Regions from separate parts of the Canis lupus genome. Here region 2 is linked to region 1. The links are chromatin contacts, called in public Hi-C maps. All regions are on one chromosome and are shown on one strand. Each heading gives the region's core, a stretch centred on a gene start, on an enhancer-like site or on the middle of the called end of the contact. The rest is flanking DNA. Distances are from core to core; before and after follow the strand shown. Region 1 has its middle 21 kb from the start of CCDC130. Region 2 has its middle 57 kb from the start of CACNA1A.

What was found. A called contact is a pair of places that touch in the nucleus more often than the background predicts.
Region 2: a contact with region 1 is called in a Hi-C map of skin fibroblasts, with 2.5 times the contacts expected there. The contact joins two enhancer-like sites. A contact is called at or near these places in 4 of 9 Hi-C or Micro-C datasets (amygdala, blood, liver and 1 more).

What each region holds. Positions count from the first base shown.
Region 1 is chr20:49,089,044-49,094,340 of UU_Cfam_GSD_1.0, reverse strand. No RefSeq gene overlaps it. Among named protein-coding and RNA genes, the nearest start is that of CCDC130, 21 kb to the right of the region's middle. Within about 2 kb of position 2,845, at least 2 of the 20 cell types and tissues checked have an H3K27ac peak or open chromatin away from gene starts, as enhancers often do.
Region 2 is chr20:49,159,625-49,165,017 of UU_Cfam_GSD_1.0, reverse strand. No RefSeq gene overlaps it. Among named protein-coding and RNA genes, the nearest start is that of CACNA1A, 57 kb to the left of the region's middle. Within about 2 kb of position 4,122, at least 3 of the 20 cell types and tissues checked have an H3K27ac peak or open chromatin away from gene starts, as enhancers often do.

The DNA of each region.
Region 1 (5,297 bases), core at 1,596-4,095:
ACCCTGATTGTTGGGACCACTGTTGAAATGGGAATGAGTCTGGGCTTTTGATGGTCATACTGGTGCACACTTGCCCTCCTGATTTTTTTTTAAGATTTTATTTATTTATTCATGAGAGACACAGAGAGAGAGTGAGAGCGAGAGAGAGGCAGAGACATAGGCAGAGGGAGAAGCAGGCTCCATGCAGGGAGCCCGATGTGGGACTTGATCCCAGGTCTCCAGGATCAGGCCCTGGACTGAAGGCGGTGCTAAACCGCTGAGCCACCCGGGCTGCCCACCCTCCTGATTTTGATAGTCATGCAATGGTTTTGCAGGACAGTGTTCTTGGATGTCAAAACCCAGCCTGCAGTGTTACACAGTAACAGGCATTGTGTCTGCAGTGAGCTCTCAAATAGCTCTAAAGTGCTGGCCATTGGGACTGCTGGTGAAGGGAGTGTTTGCTCTGTGTGCTTTTTCTGCAACCCTTACAGATGTTACACACTTTACCTTTTTAAAAAAAATCACCCAGTCATGGGGCACCTGGGTGGCTCAGTCAGTTAAACATCTGCCTTGAGCTCAGGTCATGATCCCAGGGTCCTGGAATCAAGCCCCACATCGGGTTCCTTGCTCAGGAGGGAGCTTGCTTCTCCTTCTCCCTCTGCCACTCCCCTGCTTGTGCTCTCTCTCTGAGCCAAATAAATAAATAAAATCTTTTTTAAAAAACCACCCAGGCACTTGGCAAAATTTGAATATGGGCTATTAGATAATAGAATTAAATCAATAATAAATTTCCTGGGGATGATTGGGTGGCTCAGTCGGTTAAGCATCCAACTCATGATTTCAGCTCAGGTCTTGATCTCAGGGTCATGAGCTCGAGCCCTGTTGTTGGCCCCATGCTCAGCACAGAGTCTGCTTGAGATTCTCTCTCTCTGCCCCTCCCTGCTGCCCTGTCTCTTTCTCTCTCTGAAATGAATACTTTTCTTTTTATTCTAAATTTCCTGAAGTTGATAGTTATATTGTGGTTACGTAAGAGAATGTCCTTGTCCTTAGGAGATGTATGGTAAAGTATTTGGGAACAGAGGGTCAGGGTGTCTGTAGCTCTCAAAGGGCCCAGGAAAATAATAATCATCATCACAATAATAATTAGTAGTAGTAGTGTTATATTTGTGTATATGGACATACATATATGTATGAGTAGAGAGAGAGGGGAAGAGAGACAGAAACAAAGAGACAGTGAGATGGCCAGAGACAGAGAGAGAGAGAGATGACCCCAGCATGAGAAATATTAACAACTGGGGACTCTAGGCAAAGGTTTGTGGGTATTTCTTGTACTGTTCTTGTCATTTTCCTATGGATCTAAACATATTAAAAATAAAATACTTGAGGGGCACCTGGGTGGCTCAGTGGTTGAGTGTCTGCCTTTGGCTCAGGTTGTGATCCCTGGATCCTCGGATGGGGTCCTGCATCAGGCTCCCTGCAGAGAGCCTGCTTCTCCCCCTGCCTCCTCTCTCTGTGTGTCTCTCATGAATGAATGGATAAAATATTCTTTAAAAAGCCCAACTTATTAGAGCCTAATAAAGAAAATAAAGGGGGATCCCTGGGTGGCTCAGCAGTTTAGTGCCGCCGTCAGCCCAGGGTGTGATCCTGGAGACCCAGGATCAAATCCCATGTTGGGCTCCCTGCATGGAGCCTGTTTCTACCTCTGCCTGTGTCTCTGCCTCTCTCTCTTTCTCTCTCTCTCTCTCTTTCTGTGTGTGTGTGTCTCATGAATAAATAAATAAAATCTTTTTTACAAAAAAGCAAAGAGGGATCCCTGGGTGGCGCAGTGGTTTGGCGCCTGCCTTTGGCCCAGGGCGTGATCCTGGAGACCCGGGATCGAGTCCCACGTCGGGCTCCTGGTGCATGGAGCCTGCTTCTCCCTCTGCCTATGTCTCTGCCTCTCTCTCTGTGTGACTATCATAAATAAATAAAAATTAAAAAAAAAAAAAAGCAAAGAAAGAAAAATTTGAGACTCTTAGAAAATATTTGGTTACTGCTACACATGAGCCATGGACGACCCACCTGTTTCATCTCTACCTGCAAGCATCTATTCCACAACTGTTGTGTGCTCCAGAACAGAGAGCTGTCTTCCTCCTCTGAAAGCAGGAACTCCTTCAAGATTTGCATAAGACACTTTGGAGCCAGGGAACCTTAGCACAGACGTGAATCTTGGAACGTGGGCTGTTCAAATATTTTGAAGCTGGCGAGAAAAAAATTGAAGTAAAACAGGATGTCCACGCGGAGGCATCTGCAAGACAAAACAGGGGCCCTGGACAACACCCGTGACAAGTGGAAACTTCTCTGCTCCAGTGAGAACAGATTGAGTGGAGGGAGTGGATGGGTTGGGAAGCAATGCTGCCAACATCCCAAAATAGAGCTGTTCAGAGTGCCCTTTCACAGCACGCCAGACAAATGCCGGGTGGGGACTGTGACATCCCAGAGTGATTGAATGTCAAGTGGAGACAGAAAATGAGAGGGAGCAGAAGCTATGCAAGAAAACATACCCTTTCCTCTCTTCTCATATCTGGGTCAAAACACCCAGCTGGGGGATCAAGCCATTTTTCTCAGCTGTCTGCGAAGCTCCAGCACCTGATCCAAGTCTATCAGGGTGCCAAAGGCAGTCGGGCTTCCTATTATTAATTGATTTGTTTGGTATACATTTGTAGAGTGCTTATGCTCTGGGTGTTATGCTAAGTTTTGGAAAACACAGTGGCTTCTCCTGGTTCCTGTCCAGCGAGGGAAAAGAACTAGTGACCAATGCAGTAGATTGAATTGTTGGTCTCATTTCTTCATCCCTCCCCCTGACCCACACCCTGCATCACAGGCTTTTGTTGTCAACCACTAGAGGCAGAGGCCCTGTCCCTTGTGTTTTCATATATAGCACATTTAGACTAGGCTTAGGGGTGTCTGGGTGGCTCAGTTGGTTAAGTGTCTCCCTTGGGCTAATGCATGATCTCAGGGTCCTGGAATCGAGCAGGGGGCCTGCTTCTCCCTCACCCTCTGCCCCTCTCCCCTGCTCACAGGTGAGCTCGCCCTCTCTCTCAAATAAAAGAAATTAAAAACCTTAAAAAAAAAAAGAAAAGAAAAAGAGGAAGCTTAACATATATTAAGTCCAATAGATCAGAAGATGATTCCCATTAACAAGATGGTTTATTACCCAAAGTTTCCAAGAAGAGAGGGCATGCCTGCTATGCAGGGCCACCCACGGGGGAAGCACCAGGGCCAGCCAGGAGGCAGAGGGATGGAAAGTATGGGCAGGAGCCTCTCTTGTGGTCTCTCTGGGAAGCACCAGGTGAGGCAGAGAAAGCAGGTTGGGGATTGGCAGGTTTAAATAATTTCAGCAGGCTGTGGGGCATCCAGGCTGCCCCTATTGGTCTGATACCTGGTCCTGGGGTGATTAGGGCAGGCGATCAGGGACCCAGAGTGTGAGAACCCAACAGAGGAGGGGGCTAAGATGTGGGTCTGGGTGGGTTGTTGGTTTGCATATGAAAGGTGCACTTGGGTGCAAGTTGTTTACTATCTCCAGGAATTGGCTAAGCCTGGGAGGGGCAGTCCTTCCCTGGTCAGCAAGGCACCAAATGTCTGAGGATCACCATACAGAAAATAAAAGACATGTTTTTGTTTTTAAGATTTTATCTATTTATTTGAGAGAGAGGGCATGAGCAGGGGAAGGGGCAGAGGGAGAAGCAGACTCCCCACTCAGCAGGGAGCTCTATGGGACTTGGGGCTGTATTCCAGGACCCTGGGATCATGACCTGAGTCGAAGGCTTAACCAACTGAGCCACCCAGGCGCCCCTAGAAGACCTGGCTAATATGCCCTGAAATTGGGCCACATGACCAGCTTTGGTCAATGAAATGTAGTAAAAGAATCCCTGTGTCACTTTTAGCTTACACCTCTAGACAGGAGTTTCCACCTGCCCTCTTGTTTCCATCATCATCTTGGGGAGACCTCTGCCCCCCAAGCCATGGCTACTCTTTGGCCTACAACCCAGAATAGACACAGGCAGAGTAGATACAAACCCAATTGTGGAGAGAAGCTTAAGCATGGATCCAGACCAGCCCTTGGCCCCCCAACTGCAGTAGCCAAGTCCCACCCCCCAAAAATGGAGTTAAGGGGGGATTCACTTGTTCTTTCCTTCTCTCTGCCTGGTCATTTGAGCTGTGACATCTGCCCTCGGTGCTGCTGGTTCTCAGGCCCTCAGCCCCAGACTGGAACACACACAGTAGCTCTCAGCTCTCAGGTTGGAACTACACCACCTGGAGAGCTCCTGGGTCTGCAGCTTGCAGATGGCAGATCATGGACTTCTCAACCTCCCTAATCATGTGAGACACCACCTTATGCTACATCTCTTCCTAGGTAGATACAGATATTTGTCAATATGTATATATAGAGAGAAGTAGGGATAGATATGGACAGAGGTCTTATCAGTTGTTTCTCCAGAGAACTGTGAAGAATATGAGGCCTGTCCTGGTCTAGGAGGGCTTCATTTTAGCTTATTACATCTGCAAAGACCTTGTTTCTGAGTAAGGTCACACGCTGAGGTTCCAGGTGGATGTGATTTTTGAGGGGACACCATTCGACCCTGTAGAGATACCAAGTTGAAAAGATAAGGCAGGCACCTTTTGGCCCTGTGTCCTGTCCTTTTGGCTCACCTCCAATTTCAGCACAGAAATGACAGTGTCACCTTGGAAGTTCTGTGCATCTACAACCACAATGCCTCCTGCCTCAGGTGCACTCCATGGTAACTCATCTTTTCTGCCTCAAAGCTTTTCTGAAGCCTCAGAAGGCTATTATCTAAGTGGGTGCAGCCAGGGTACAGAGGGGATCAAAACCCCAGGAGGAAACGCAGAGCCAGCAGAGAATGAGAGTCAAGGAATGAGACTCTGTCCCGTTCCCCTGAGAGTCATCATGAAGTGTGTCCTCACCAACTACCCCAGTGGGGGCCAACTCAATAATGCACCCTGTATTGACTTTCCCTCCCAACCCGCCTCTCTCTCTCAACTCCTCTGCTGCTGCTTCCTGAAACCACTTGCCAGATAAACTGTCAGAAAAAGAAAAGTAAGACACAATAGAGGAAAATGCATTTGTTTTGTTTTGTTTTTATATTTTTTATTTTCAATCCAGTGTAGGTAACATACAGTGTAATACTAGTTTTGGGTGTACAATATAGGGGTCCAACACTTCCATACATTACTCAGCTCTCATCATGACGACTGTACTCTTAAACCTCTTCACCTATATCACATATATCACCCATCCTCCCCCACTTGTAACCACC
Region 2 (5,393 bases), core at 2,873-5,372, 69 kb before region 1:
ACCAGGACTCCATAGGTCCCAGGATGAAGCAGAAAAGGTGGTGATGTCCTCCAATCCCTATCAGGAGTTGTGGCCAAAAAACATTCAAAATTCTCATGAAGACATCTTGAGATGTGGAGTCGCAATCACTCTGGTCCGCTTCACCTCGGTGGAGACTTCTCCTGAGTGGGATTCCCATAGACAGGCAGAGCTGCATGGTTAACAGGATGTGCAGAAATAAAGTTTCCAAACTGATGATTCAGAGCAACGCATATTACACAGGACAACTGATCCGGCCTCCTCTGTGAGCCAATGGGATGGTAAAAAGGGTGGACAGGGAGAAAACACTGTTACAGACTACTGAAGACTTACAGAATCACCACAGGATCCAGCAACACACCAGAAGAGTTGAAAGCAGGGTCCAGAAAATACCTTTATACACCTATGTTCACGGGAGCGTTATTCACAATCACCAGAAGGTGGAAGCAACCTAAGAGTTTCCCTCAACAGACGAATGGATCTACACGATGTGGTGCCTCCAGGCACTGGAATATTATTCAGCCCTAAAAAGGAAGGAAATTCTCATATCTGCCAACACGAGTTAATCTTGAGGACATTATGCTAAAAGAGCAAAAGGAGGGACACCTGAGTGGCTCAATGGTTGAACATCTGCCTTCAACTTAGGGCGTGATCTCGGGGTCCTGGAATCAAGTCCCATATCAGGCTCCCCTCAGGGACCCTGCTTCTCCCTCTGCCCGTGTCTCTGCCTGTGTCTCTGTGTCTCTCATGAATAAATAAATAAAATCTTTTAAAAAATAAGTGAAAGAGCAAAAAGACAAATGCTATAGGATTTCACTTATGTGGGGTCCCTTGGGTAGCCAGATTGATAGTCAGAAAGTAGATGGCGGGTGCCAGGGGCTGGTTTGTGGGGAATTAGTGTTTCATGTGGACAGAGTTTCAGTTTTGCAAAGTTCAAAGAGTTCTGAAGATGGGCGGTGCTGAGGCTGCCCAGCCATATGAATTGAATGGGCTTAATGCTGCCCAACTGGACTCACAAGTGGTTAAAAGAGTAAATTCTACATTATGTATATTTTTTAAAAGATATAATGACCAAATGCAACATAGAGAGCTTCCCGATTCAAAGAAATCAGCTGTAAAAAGACAAGTGGAGATACCTGAATGTGGAGCGGAAGTTAGATGATAATTTTAAAAACCATTGTTAGTTCTGCCAATGTGATACGAGTACGAAAATGTCTGTGTGGTTTAGAGATGTTGTCTAAAGCTTGTAAAATCATACAAGGTTGGGGAGTTGCTGTAAAATAGCTCGGAAAATAAGAAAGACAAAAAAGGATGGATGATGTAAGTCTGGCAAAATTCCGATAATTATTAAATTTGGGTGATGTGTATGTGGGGGACTCGCTGTTCTCTCTACTTAGTATATTTGAACATTTTCAGAGGAAAGAGCTCTTACAAACACAGGATTCAAAAAAGTGAAAGTAAACTTCAAAAGCATGAGAGTAAACTGTTTTGTACATTAAATTAAAAAAATAAAACCACTTAAAAATATGTATCCCACGGGTGCCTCAGCCTTTTGACATTTCTATTTTATGTATATTATTGTATAGGGCATATAATAAATATAGCAGAATACTTATATAATTGACAAATAAATAAAAATATCTATGTTACGGTGTGCTTAAGGTGTGTTTGTTTTACTGGCAGGGGTAGGAGTTCAGAAGTTTGGAGCTCATGGCTATAAAGACTGAGAATCTTCATATGGTCCTAGAAAGCAACAGGAATGGGAGACTGAGGCACAAGTTGGGCATTCAAGAAGATTCTGGGGGATCCCTGGGTGGCTCAGCAGTTGAGCATCTGCTTTTGGCTCAGGGTGTGATCCTGGAGACCCAGGATCGAGTCCCACATGGGGCTCCCTGCACGGAGTCTGCTTCTCCCTCTGGCTGTATCTCTGCGTCTCTCTCTCTCTCTCTCTCTCTCTCTCTGTGTGTGTGTGTCTCTCTGAATGAATAAATAAAATCTTTTTTTTTTTTTTAAAAAAAGAAGGTTCTGGTGGAATTGACATGGTAACCAATGTCTCCTGATGCTGAATACCCTCCCCTGCTTCTCTTTCTCCAGGATATGGCTGGCTTTCTTTCTAAGTTATTTGAAAGTAAATTTCCACCATTTCCTGCTGTAGAAACTCTTTGGCCAAAGGGTTGATTAAGAGCTTGAGTTTTGGAGGCTGACAGCCCAGGATTTGAACCCCAGGTCTGCCACTGCCTAGCTGGGAGGCCCGGGGCCAATTACTTCACTTCTCCCAGCCTCTCCTTTCTCATCCGTGAAATGGGGATAATGTAGAATCTACCACGCGGCAGAGCGGGACTAGGCAACAAGATCATAATAAAGCGTTTATCAGTCAGGAGGTGCTCAGTAAGCATTAGCTGCCTTTATTATTATAAATTATAATGATCATTTTCTTTGGGCTGTCAAGACTTTTTTTTTACTTCTTTAATTCACTAACACTTTCCCTTACCCTAAAATCTCTTTTCAGTGGTCTGCAGAAATAACTCGTTTTAACCCCTTAAAGAAGCCTCACTGCCTCTGAGAGAACTAATCAAATTTCTTTTCAAAAGGAAAATAAAGGAAAACAGGAGACTGGAAATAAACAGACTCAAGATGGAAGGGAGAGGACAGAGTAAGCAAGTCCTAGAGAGGGGATATTAGAAGATCGGTGTTTGGCATCGCAGCTGCAGACATTGGGTGGATGCCAGTTATTTATGGAAGGATGGATGGACAGATAGGCAGAGGGAAGGATGGATGAGTGGGCGAGTGGATGGATAGGAATATGGACAGGTGGATGGATGGATGGATGGATGGATGGATGGACAGATAGAAGGATGGGTGGGTGGGTGGCTAGATAGGTGGATGGGGAGGAGAAAATCAGAAGGAACACTGGAAATAGGAATAAGGCTTGATCACATTGCCTTTCTACATGATGCCTCAATATGCCACCAGATGTCAGCCTAACCTCAGGAAACCACCTCAGAGGCCAAATAAGCACCCCTTTCGGTGAGTTTTCATTGCACTCTATATTTACACATCCCTCAGCAGCACACCCCGAATCCAACTGGCATTTATAACCCAGCTCTTCCTCCCAGCAGACAGAAACCCCAAGGAAGCCTAGTGGAGAAGGCTGTGCGGTGCTGGAGACCATGTTGCTCAATTCCCAGAGGTCAGACGGAGCCTGGAGAGGGTGGGAGAGGGGAATCTCAGGGTCCCCAGGAGTGATTAGCATCCAGGCCAGGCGCTGCTCCAGTCGCCCTGAAATTTGAAATCAGAATCCCACCTTCTTGATGTCTGTTCAGGAATCCACCCCAGCTCTGAGCCTTTGCCAGAGAAGGTCTTGAGAAAAAGAAAAAGATAAAAAGCACCAGTTTTCCCTCTGAACCTGGGACTGAAACACACACACACACACACACACACACACACACACACACACACACACATCAGCCTAGAAAGAGCGATTTCACGGTGAGGGTATGAGTCCAGGGAGGTCACTTGCCCAAGATCGCAGGAACAGAGCCGGCTCAAAGCCCACCCTTCCTCCCCAAGGCGACTCTCAGGAGGAGACCCACTTGCGGGGTCCCTGGCAAAGCCCCCAGACCCAGGACAGAGCTCCCAGACCCAGCACATTCCCCCAGCCCCCCCCCCCCCACTTGCAGTACAAACTTTATGGCCAGCCCTCCTGCCCCCGAAAACAGCATTTCTCAGCCCGATTCAGAAATGCCTCCCATCCGAGGGGACAGCCACAGACCCGGGCGCAGGCAGGGTCCTCCGCGGACCAAACCCTTTGCTGCCGCACCCCGGGCTGCGCGGGGGCCCACGCGGGCTCAGGGCAGGGACCGATCCGCAGGCAAGGGAGGGAGGTGTCGGCAGCCCGCCCCGCTCCAGGGGTGCGCTCCAGTCCCTGGGGCGTCCCGGCCCGTCCGCCCCGCGTACTCACTCCCATTCCTTCCTCCTGGCCTGGGGGGTGCTGTGGACTTTGTGCGCCTGGTGGGCCAAGATGACATCCCGGTGGTCCACCACGCCGCCGCGCCGCTTCAGCGGGGGGGCCTGGCAGCCGCCGCTCATCCGGGGGGCCCGCGCGTCCTGCGGGGCGCTGGCGGGGCGCCCCGAGCCGCAGTCGTGCAGGGCGTCATAGCTGCGCGGAGAGAACATGGGGTCCGGGACCCGGGAGGCCTTCCACATCCATGGGCCTCGCTCAGAACTCGCAGGGTCTTCGGCCTCCAGCACAGCGCGCGGCTAGAGGAGAGAGCAGAGAGCGGGCGGAGGGTGAGCGCCGGGCCGGGAGGGAGGGCGCCCGGGACGGGGACGGCCACTCCCGCGGCCCCCGGGCCGGCCAGCGGGGTTTAGCATCTCCCTGGCAACTGCGGCCGGGAAGCGGCTTCTCGGGAGCTGCCCGGCAACCGCCGCTCCCTGATGGAGGGACGCACCCCGGAGGGCGCGACGCTGGATGCGCTCAGCGCCTCAGTGTTCCTGCTCTGCGCAATGGGTCATCGGGAGACCGCCCGCTCACTCTCCTCCGGTCCCTGAGTCCTGTGGGCTCCACAGGGCGACTCAGAAAACTGAAATCCACGTGGGACGTGGCCATCTGTCCAGTGAGCCTGCTCTCCGCCACCTGGCTGGGTTTTGGGGAAAAGGGACACTCACACATGTAGGGGATGGAGACTCAGTACCGGATAGCGCTCCGAGGAACTCAGGCTCCCGGGCTCTTGCGCTCCATTTTCATTTACTTATTCACTCAACAAACACTAGGTGAGCAGCCACTGTGTAAGAGCCCTTGCTGGGAGCTGGGGACACAGCCCAGAATGAGACAAATCTCCTCCTGTCGTGGAACAGACGTTCTACCGGGGAAACAGATGTATGATGAATATAATAAGCATACTATAGAGATCAGAGGCTAAAAGTGTGGTGGAAGTTAATCTGGAAAGGTGTATTTGTTTGCTGGAGCCATAATAGAGTACCACAGACTGGGTGGCTCAAGGCACAGAAATTTATTTCCCCACAATTCTGGAGGCTTTCAAGTCCAAGATCAAGGTGGTGGCAGGATTGATTTCTTTTGAGCCCTCTCTCTCTGGCTTGTACAAGGCTTTCTTTATCCTGTGCCTCCACAAGATCTTCCCTCTGTGCATGTCTGTGTCTTAATCTCTTCTTACAAGGACACCAGTCATACTGGACTAGAGCCCACCTGTATGACCTAATTTTATTTTAATTACTTCTCTAAAGGTCCTGTCTCCAAATACGGTCACATTCTGAGGTACTGGGGGTTAGCGTTTCAATATATGAAAGGGGGGGGACACAATTGAATCCATAATAAAGGGCGACAGGAATTGTTGGGTGGGCTGGTTATTGTATTA